2 separate regions of the Zea mays genome follow, and region 1 is linked to region 2. A link is a contact called in public Hi-C data. All regions are on one chromosome and are shown on one strand. Each heading gives the region's core, a stretch centred on a gene start, on an enhancer-like site or on the middle of the called end of the contact. The rest is flanking DNA. Distances are from core to core; before and after follow the strand shown. Region 1 holds the start of an1 (CPP synthase). Region 2 has its middle 25 kb from the start of LOC100283833.

What was found. Hi-C and Micro-C count contacts between places; a contact is called where the count stands out from the background.
Region 1: a contact with region 2 is called in a Hi-C map of tassel, with 1.9 times the contacts expected there. The contact joins the promoter of an1 here to the enhancer-like site in region 2. A contact is called at or near these places in 3 of 25 Hi-C or Micro-C datasets (ear, endosperm and tassel).

Annotation. Positions count from the first base shown.
Region 1 is chr1:246,892,710-246,897,307 of Zm-B73-REFERENCE-NAM-5.0, forward strand. an1 (CPP synthase) reads left to right here and starts at 2,803. Exons shown (of 13, transcript NM_001111859.3): 1 at 2,803-3,114; 2 at 3,574-3,771. The coding sequence starts at 3,048.
Region 2 is chr1:246,605,346-246,609,613 of Zm-B73-REFERENCE-NAM-5.0, forward strand. No RefSeq gene overlaps it. Among protein-coding and RNA genes, the nearest start is that of LOC100283833, 25 kb to the left of the region's middle. Within about 2 kb of position 2,351, at least 18 of the 20 cell types and tissues checked have an H3K27ac peak or open chromatin away from gene starts, as enhancers often do. A contact at or near this core is called in ear, endosperm and tassel, where this site is marked.

The DNA of each region.
Region 1 (4,598 bases), core at 1,553-4,052, 290 kb after region 2:
GACTGAGTTCTTCTCTGGATTTTTTCGGTTCAATCGGGTTTAGGGCCGGTTCAACCGAGATTTGCGCAGACGCACAGAATCAACCAGATCTGATTTGTGGGGCTATATAAACCTTTCCTCTTCTTGCCCAAACGCTAGAAACAACGAACCAAACCCTTGTGACGGTTGTCCTCCTCTGATTCAAAGCATTTCAACTCCAATATCGCGCCCTAAGTCGTCTCCCCTTCGATCGGTGGGAAGATTCATTGGTGTGAGATAAGTTTTCAATCTAAAGCGCGAATTTGATTCAAGTTCTTCATTCTCTTTCTCTCTAGTTGGTGCAAATCGTTCTTACTTGCGATATTATTGTTCTTGGAATGTGTCGTTCCTTGTGTGCTTGTAATCTTGTTTTGGGAGTGTCTAAGTTTGTGGACGACCCCAAGAACGTTTGTATCACCGGCTCTTTGTGGGCAAAATTAAGGGATTGCCTTGACCTATGTGGTCGGCATTGAGGAACGGGGTTGAGAAAGATCCAGCCCTTTGTGGGCACCTCAACGAGGAGTACAACACCTTGGTGGTGTGACCGAACCTCGGTAAAAATTGTGTGTCTTGTGTGCTTCATTGTGGTTGTGACTTGGTCATTATCATCTCAGATCTGTGATCTATCTAGTTAACTTTAGTTCAATTATTCCGCTACATTATTCATTGTAGATCTGAGTAGTTTCTATTAAGTTCACAGTTGAACAAGTGATTTGCGATTAAACCGGCCTCAAGACCGGTTGAACATGCCTCACTTGTTAAACCGTCTTTTTCTCATAAAAGTTCGAAGTTTATTGAGAATTGCAGGTGTTGCCTATTCACCCCCCTCTAGGCTACTTTCAATGGATCAGTTCCCACCCACATGGTCTTGGCCTTTGCCTTGGTGAGCATGGTCGTGCGCCATGTACCCAGGAAGCTCGTAGGGGATGTGCGGGTGAAGGGGCAGTGCTTGGTGGGGTCGGCATAGAAGGCGGCACACTCGAGCGGTGACCGCTAGTCGGGAAACCTAACACCGAGGTCGCGGTTGTCTGATTCTCCAACTGCAGCCGACGAGGGAGTGGAACAGGCGGTGGAGAAAGGGGAGAGAGGCGCACAGACATGGGAGAGAAGGAAAGATAGGGAAGGATGACTCACAGGAGAAAAGGTGGCTGACGAAGATGGCGGCGATCGGTGGTGGAAGGGACGCATTGCCGTTGTGAATCGCGCTGCCGTCGTCGCTTTCACACCCATGCGTGTCTAGGGTGAAGTTCCACAGCTATTTTTTTCTGGATCGATTCTAGGCCGGGATTGGTGGTTTTCGTTTGGATTGAGCGTAGTTTGCAAACACATGTGGGCTAAATGAACAACCATTTGATCACGGGCTGGTATTAGATTCACAGCGGCAATGATACCTATGGATCATACAACGATCCCCGTCGTTTAGACCCAACCGAACATGGCCTAAGGAGTATAGCTTGAATGTGTTTGGGGTTGAGACTGTTTATATTTTGCGGGTGAGCCCTAGAATTCTTTTAAAAAAATAACGTCTGTGCCTCACAGTAGCTGTAGGAGTAGGGTGTTGCATCTCGCGCTTCAATTCGGTCGACAGCGGCTCCTGTGGTCTCCAGCCTTTACCGCTTTGGCAACTGGTTCTGTTTCAATCAGGTCCATGCCGTATCTTGCTAAAGCTAAAAATAAATGCGTTCACGGGAACGGCGTGTGTCCGTGTTTCTGCTCTGCTGCATGCAGCTCTCGCCTTTATTTTTTCTTTCCATCAAAAGCAACCGATGACCAACGGCCTTACACAGTCTGTCGAGAACTCGAGATTCTCCATCCCCCCAAATGAAAACGAGGTCGTAAATCTCGCTTCACGTCGGTAAGTCTAAAAAATCTTAAATTTAACTGAACTTGTTAAAGATATTGTCAACATTTAGATGTTTAGTTAAATTTACTATAAAAAAAGTATCTTAAGATACGTCCATTCAGTAAAAAAAAACAAAAAGAAAAACTTTAACTATTCGACAAACGAGATTTTTTTTTCCCGGGTTGCCGTCCCACTGCACGGACTAGTTGCCAGGCATCTTCCCTGAAACAAAAAGGAAAACACCAGTTCTAGGCACGTACGTACTACGCTTACGTGTATATAAATATTTATCGGCTGTGGACAGATTATAGAGGGCATCTTGTTGCGACGGGGCGACGAATGTCCGTCTCCAGCCACCCGTCCGTTCGCAAATCACGTACAAAGCTACTTTGTGTTAGCAGAAACAGCATAAAAAACAAAATAGATCAACTAACAAATCTGGAAGCACGACACATAAATTTACTTAAAAACCTTTCAATGAGAAAGGAAAAATTATGAGCACCAGCCAGTTGATGTGAAGTGTTTATGTAACGTCGTTCGTAGACGGCGGCTTACAAGAGAAGTAAAAAGACGACGTGCGATAAATTCTAATTAGGTTCATTAATATATACCTAAGTTTTTGGACGATGGGTATCCACTCTGCTCGCTAATATTGTCTCTATATTCAGAATTTGGATCACAAACTTAATAGTTTGGTTGGTTATGTATACAGTATACTCACGCACCAACGCACGCACGCCGCGAGAAGGATTAGCGAAACGCTGGTGGTTTTTTGTCCACTAGCCGGTGCGTCCCCGCGCGGGAATCATTCGGGCCTGCCTCTCTACTCTGCTCCCAGCTACTAGTCCCTCACTCACTTCTCTCAGACTTGTGTGTCTCGTCCTATATATATATACACACGCTACGCTATAGCTGCTCACACACATAGTATCGTCGTCTCTCTCTCCTTCCCACCAACAACGCACGCGTCGAAGAAGGAAATGATTAGTAGCAGCCATACTTGCTCCGCCTATTAATAGCCAGCGCGCGCGTCTTGTTTTGCTCTCTTCTGTTCTGTTTTGCCCTAGATTAGCGGCGGCGTTTTGGCCTCGCGCGAACGTCTCGTCCTTGCCGTCTCGCGCGCGTGCGTACGTGCCTGCATTGCGATTTGCAATTATTACGATCGCGCGGCGGCGGCGGCGGCGGCATGAAGCTCCTCTCGCCGGCGGCCGCACCGTCGTCCTCGCCGTTGTTCCCTCCTCGCATCGTCGAAGGTACGTGTACACCGTCGTCAGCAGCTGCTACCTCCGCGGCGCCGGCCAGCCGAGGTTCCATGATGCCTATCTATCTATGTATAGTACGTATATGGCGCCGCGCCAGGCCCTTGCCCTTGTCGTCTGCCTGCATGCCTACTACTACAAGCTACTTCCAAATTTCGCATTGTCCTCGGCGCTACACGGCCGGTGGGCAATCAGACAAAGAAACAAACGTGTAAGCAAGATGAAAAATTGTATTTTTGGGTTCGGACAAGCAAGTCGTCGTCGTCGTCTTAGGGTAGCCACACACACAGGCAGATGGGCAATCAGACAAAGAAACAAACATAAGCAAGATGGAGAGAGGCAGGCAGGCAGTCAGGCGCTGCTGCTGCTAGTGCTAGCTCTTGCTTTGTTGTGTGTCCTGATGGTCGAGTTCCTCACCGCTGCTTTTGCTTTTCTGCTTTCACTTGCCTGCAGCTGCAGCTCGTCAATCAGGTCCATGCCGTATCCGCATCCGTATCCGTGGCAAAGCAGCAGCAGCAGGAGGAGGAGGAGGCGCGGGCGCGACGGGGCCCCGCGGCAGCCTCAGGCTCGCCGGGTGGTGGAGAGCGCAGCAGCAGGCCCCGGCCACGGCGACGACAACGCAGCAGCCTGACAACGTCTCCAGTGCTAAAGGTGCTAGCTTGCTCGTTATATTTGATTTGACTAGTCTCATCATCCACCCCCCAGTCACGTACACAGATGCTCTCTCTCTCTCTCTCTCTTGAATTGATGAGCGAACGAAACACTCAGACAGATGCTGTGCCGTGCTGCAGTGCGCCCGTAGCAGCACAGACACTCTGCCGCACGCACCTGCGCTTGTCGCTTCCCCTCTTGCTATATCTCCTGCTGCTTTTGCTAAAGCCGGAAACCAAAAAGAAAGTTGAGCTTTTCGTCACAATTTTGCTTTACTTATTAAGTGCTAGTCCGTTTTGTTTATACGACCTTACTATTAGCTTCTAGCCCGGATTCAAAGTGCTACAGTGCGTTTTCACTAACAACATTTAGGATTATAGCACATCAAATTTGACTAGTGTTACAAAAATATATATTAGCATCATACATATTTAGTTAAAGTTAAAAATATTTAATTTGTATGAAAAACAAGAGTGACACTCTCTATGGGATAGGCCGAGTACGCACCATGCATGATTACTACTATTAGGCTATCTCCAGCAGCGTTACCTATTCTACCTTCTATTTCAAACTTTACTTCGTAAACAGTATAATTTGTAATGCAAAACAATGTTTTATACGGTCATATACACGGTTCGCTAGCCACAGCCTAAGGCCAACTCCAATAGACTGTTCTGTACTGCAGACGACAATGTTTACATAGTAAAGTTTGAAATACTGATTGAAGTACGTAGTTTGCTGGAGATAGCATAAGCCTCCTTGATAAGGCTCTTTCAAAGGCTCCTCCAACAACTCCTTAAAAAATCTATGAAACGGGGGCTATTCCG
Region 2 (4,268 bases), core at 1,101-3,600:
ATATCTCTCTCGCTTTGGCTACGTGACACATCACCTATTCTAATAAATCAATATTATCTTTACTCTTGCAGCATAGTAATGTGTCACACCTGAATTTAAGGGATAAATTCGAGGTGGTCTCATATATGCGCCAAAACAAATCAACACATACAAAATTTCTCAGTGTATAGACACAAATGTCACAAACTATATTACATAACGAAAATGTCTTACAAGATAACTAATAATAAATAAACAAACTAATATTATTCCCTTGGCGCCATCAAGCTGACTGGGAGACGACACCTAGACCTCGTCGTAGTATTCCTCCTCTTGTGGCACCTGCTCTTCACCTGTGTGTGTGGGGGATTATCGCAAGAGTGAGCTCACAAAAGTTCATCGCTCAACAAGTGTGAGGAATAATGTTGCATGAGCTCACTCACGGTGGAGGCTCATGCGTAGTGTAAGGTTGATCAACAAATAATGGTTAAAGCTTAGCATTGCTTTTAATAAGTTGGTCAAATTTTATTAGCCATTACTAAGTATATGTGTATACAATCTCAATATAATAAGAGATCACAATTATAATAAAACCCACAGTGCAATGCATATGACAGAATGGGTTTAATTTCATAAGTTACTCATGTGAGGGTCCGAGCCGCTCATGATCGTGAACACGAATGATATACCAGTTTTACACTCTGTAAAGGTTGTGCATCTTTACATACAAAGCCGCGTTACTCACCTGCCAAGGGGTCTAGAAATCTCATTCATCTCTACCGAGGAGACGATGCAGGGTAGCACTACGAGGCCTTTTCAAAGTTCCACTAGTTCGAGAAAATTCGCTACGGATTCAGGAAGAAGGAAGCATAGGAATCCCTCATCCGAAAAGCTTTATAGACAGTCCAACCCGAGGACCTCCTTATACTCTGCAGTGACGCACTCCCCGCGTGACCCTTTCGGGTAAGGTAGTCTCTCCCTATCTTTCCTAATTACTTGGCCAAGAGCGTCCCATTCCATCCTTGTGGTAGCACTGTTTTCCCAGATGGTTCTCCACGTTCCAGTTAACACAATAATCTTATCATGAACAATAATAATCTAGCAGTAATAAAGCATGATCATGTGCCATAAAGTATTTCTTTCCAAAAACCAAGTAGAGCATAGCCAAACTACACAATAATTCATTTGTATGCAAGGTGTGAGGTAACAAACTAGGGCAACCTATTAGGTCCCATCAAATTTAACCTGAGCATGTCACACTGATTATAGAGAACATTATTGGGTAAAGAAGAGTGGTCAAGGGCACAACTTGCCTTCAACGAGCTCCTGCTCATTATCTTCAACATGTGGTGCTCCGGGCTCCTCGATCACTTGCTCGTCTACTCGAAACAATACAAATAAACATTACACAGGAAAAATTAACATCACACCAAACAAGAGAACACACTGCATAATAATGTTCTACACATCGTAATGAGATCGTAGGTTCGAGAACCACTAAATTCGGAGTTACAGTTATAAAGATAAGACTTTTTGAATGTTTATGTGTTTGGACCAGTTAATTCGATAAACATAGGCTAAACAATTTAAGTGTTTGATTTTTTTGACAACATGCTACATAATAAAAGAAGGTTACTAAATATTTATATATCTTCGAGAACACTAAGTAGATGTTGTTAATGTGTAGACAACTTTAGCACTGAGCTAACACAACTGGAATGGATCAATTTGGATTTAAAATGGAGAAGTTGTTGATTTTCTAATATATTTGAGATTATTTTTATACTAAATAATCGGTTTCTATTTTTATTTTATTAATTCTCGGAACCCTGGACGTCGGCTTCAAGGGGAAGGTGGTTTTACCGGCGTTCAAGCGGTGGCTGGGGCTAGCCTCGATGAGGTCGGACGCACGTCGAAGTGCAATTCCTGGGTCTCCGACCTTGAATCCACCCGGCACCGCCACAAGCACGTCCGCCGAAGCCCTGCGAAGCTCGTGGGAACCACCCTAAGGTTGGAACGGCGACGTGACCCCGTGTGAACAGTGGTGGCCCGGCCTCCCTTCGCTTCGGCCTCTCTCTCTCTCCCGACGGCGGCGACTGACGTGGTGGTTTAGCGCGTGGGAAGTAGAAGGGGAAGGTCGCAAAGGCCCTAGATTTAACCCCCTAGGTTGAGGGAGGTCCATCCCTACTCCCCGGCCGAAGCGAGCCGGTGGTTGCAGCAACCCGGAGGTGCGACCCATGCACGGGTTTTGTTACGGTGGAGGGGGAGGAGCTGACGAGTTGGGCCCGCCTGTCGGTAACAAGGTGGAGCTGGCGCGATCACTGGCTAGCCAGCTAGGCCCGCAGGTAAGTCGGTTCAGCGTGCAACGTGAGTCTGATGCGCGGGTCCCACCGGGCGGCGCTGAGGGAAACGGCTGGCGCCAGTGGCCTACCTGTCGGCGCTATTTACCTGACTGGGCCGCAAGCAGATTGGGCCAAGCCGGTTAGAATGGGCCCATGGTGCTTTTTTCTTTTTCTTTTCTTTTTCTCTTCTCTTCTTTTTCTCTTCTTTTTTCCTTTATTCTTTCATATTTCAAATCCAACTTTAGGCAAGAGTGGTAAACTCAAATATGCACAGAACAGAAATCCAGAAGGATGCAAATCATGTATTCATTTTTTATTCTATTTTATTCCTCTAAATAGTAGAAGGCTTTGTCACATATGAACTTAATAAAGAGAAAATCATTCAATGATTAATAACTCTTATTTCCATTAGAGAGGATCATGAGTCTTTAACAAAGCACAAATTTAAAATAACCCTAGTATTATATCTTGAATAATTAGTGCCCTAGAATTCCTATTTTAGGTAGGGTTTACATAATGTGTAAAGATAAGGCACGGGGAAATAACAAAAAAACTGAAAGAGGAGGACTACGGGTAGTAGTACAGTACGTTCAGTAGCACGCGGAGTCGGAGTCCGTTGCCGTTGGCGACCCACTCCACAACGCACAGGTTGTGCGTGTCGCAACGGACAGAGCAGAACCGAACCGACCGCTTTGGAGAGAGAGGCTCACAGGCTCAAAGGCAAGGCAAGCGAACAGAAGCCCTTTTCCTCGCTGCAGCAACCGTATCCATGTGTGTGTATTGTACGTGCGGGTCATATTCAGTTTTCGGTCCTCGCGAGGTGGCATGGCATCTGAACGTGCCAGTCATTTTCTGCTGGCATCCGATCCTGAAACCACAACTGAGATGAACACGAGTCGGTCCATTCGTCCGTCCCTGTTAGGTAGCCTCTTGTTGGGGTTGTAGAAGAGTGAAGTCATTGTATTGCATAGAGGTGAACTACAATATATAGAGACACAGGAAACCTTAACTCTAAGGGTTGATTTGGTGACAAGAGGATCCTTAGAGGATTGGAGGGGATTGAGGGGGAAATAAACTAATTTCCCTCTCAATCCTCTCCAATCCTCCCGGGATCCCGGGTCACCAAATCAGCCCTAATGGGCCGGCAACCCAACAGTGGTGCCGACCCACACACTCACACACACAGTCTAATATCCACCCGCAATCGCAACGGGGGCACCACACACGATGAGACTGGAGTAGAGGCCGAAGGTAAGAGCCGACGGGTTGAAATCCCCCCGCAGTCGCAGTGTCGTGATGGTGCGAATGTTGCGGCTGGAGTAGAGACCGTTGTGTGCTCCAAGAAGACGATAGCCACTAGATGCCGAGGTAGCCGAAGTCGAGGTGGTCGCGGTCGGAAGACGCGCAGCAAAAGCCTGATCTTCGGGAGGGGTCGACGTTCGAGCGTCAACGATCGGCAGGGCGACACAACAAAAGGGCACCAGCAGGCCGACCTTCCTGCTTCTTCGATCGTCCAGGCGTCAAGGAGCCCCGCCAGGGAGGCCGACGACAGCGCACGCGTCTGCACCGGTCAGGGTGTCCGCGCCCGCTGCAGAGTAGAAGGGGTATCGGTGGATCCGGCCGGGAAGGCCACGGCAGCGATGAATCCAGCCATGAAGACGGCGATCCGACCAAAGGGATGGTGGATCTAGCCGAGAAGACAGCAACAACGTGGATCCGGTCGGGAAGGCCACGGCAGCGACGAATCCAGCCATGAAGACGGCGATCCGACCAAAGGGATGGTGGATCTAGCCGAGAAGACAGCAACAACGTGGATCCGGTCGGGAAGGCCGCGGCAGCGACGGAACCAACGATGGCGGCGATGAAGGGGGAGGGCGACGGGGCGGGTCCAGCCGAGCAGGGGCCTGCGCCGGACCTGGCAAGGGGTGTTGGCAGCACCAGCGACGG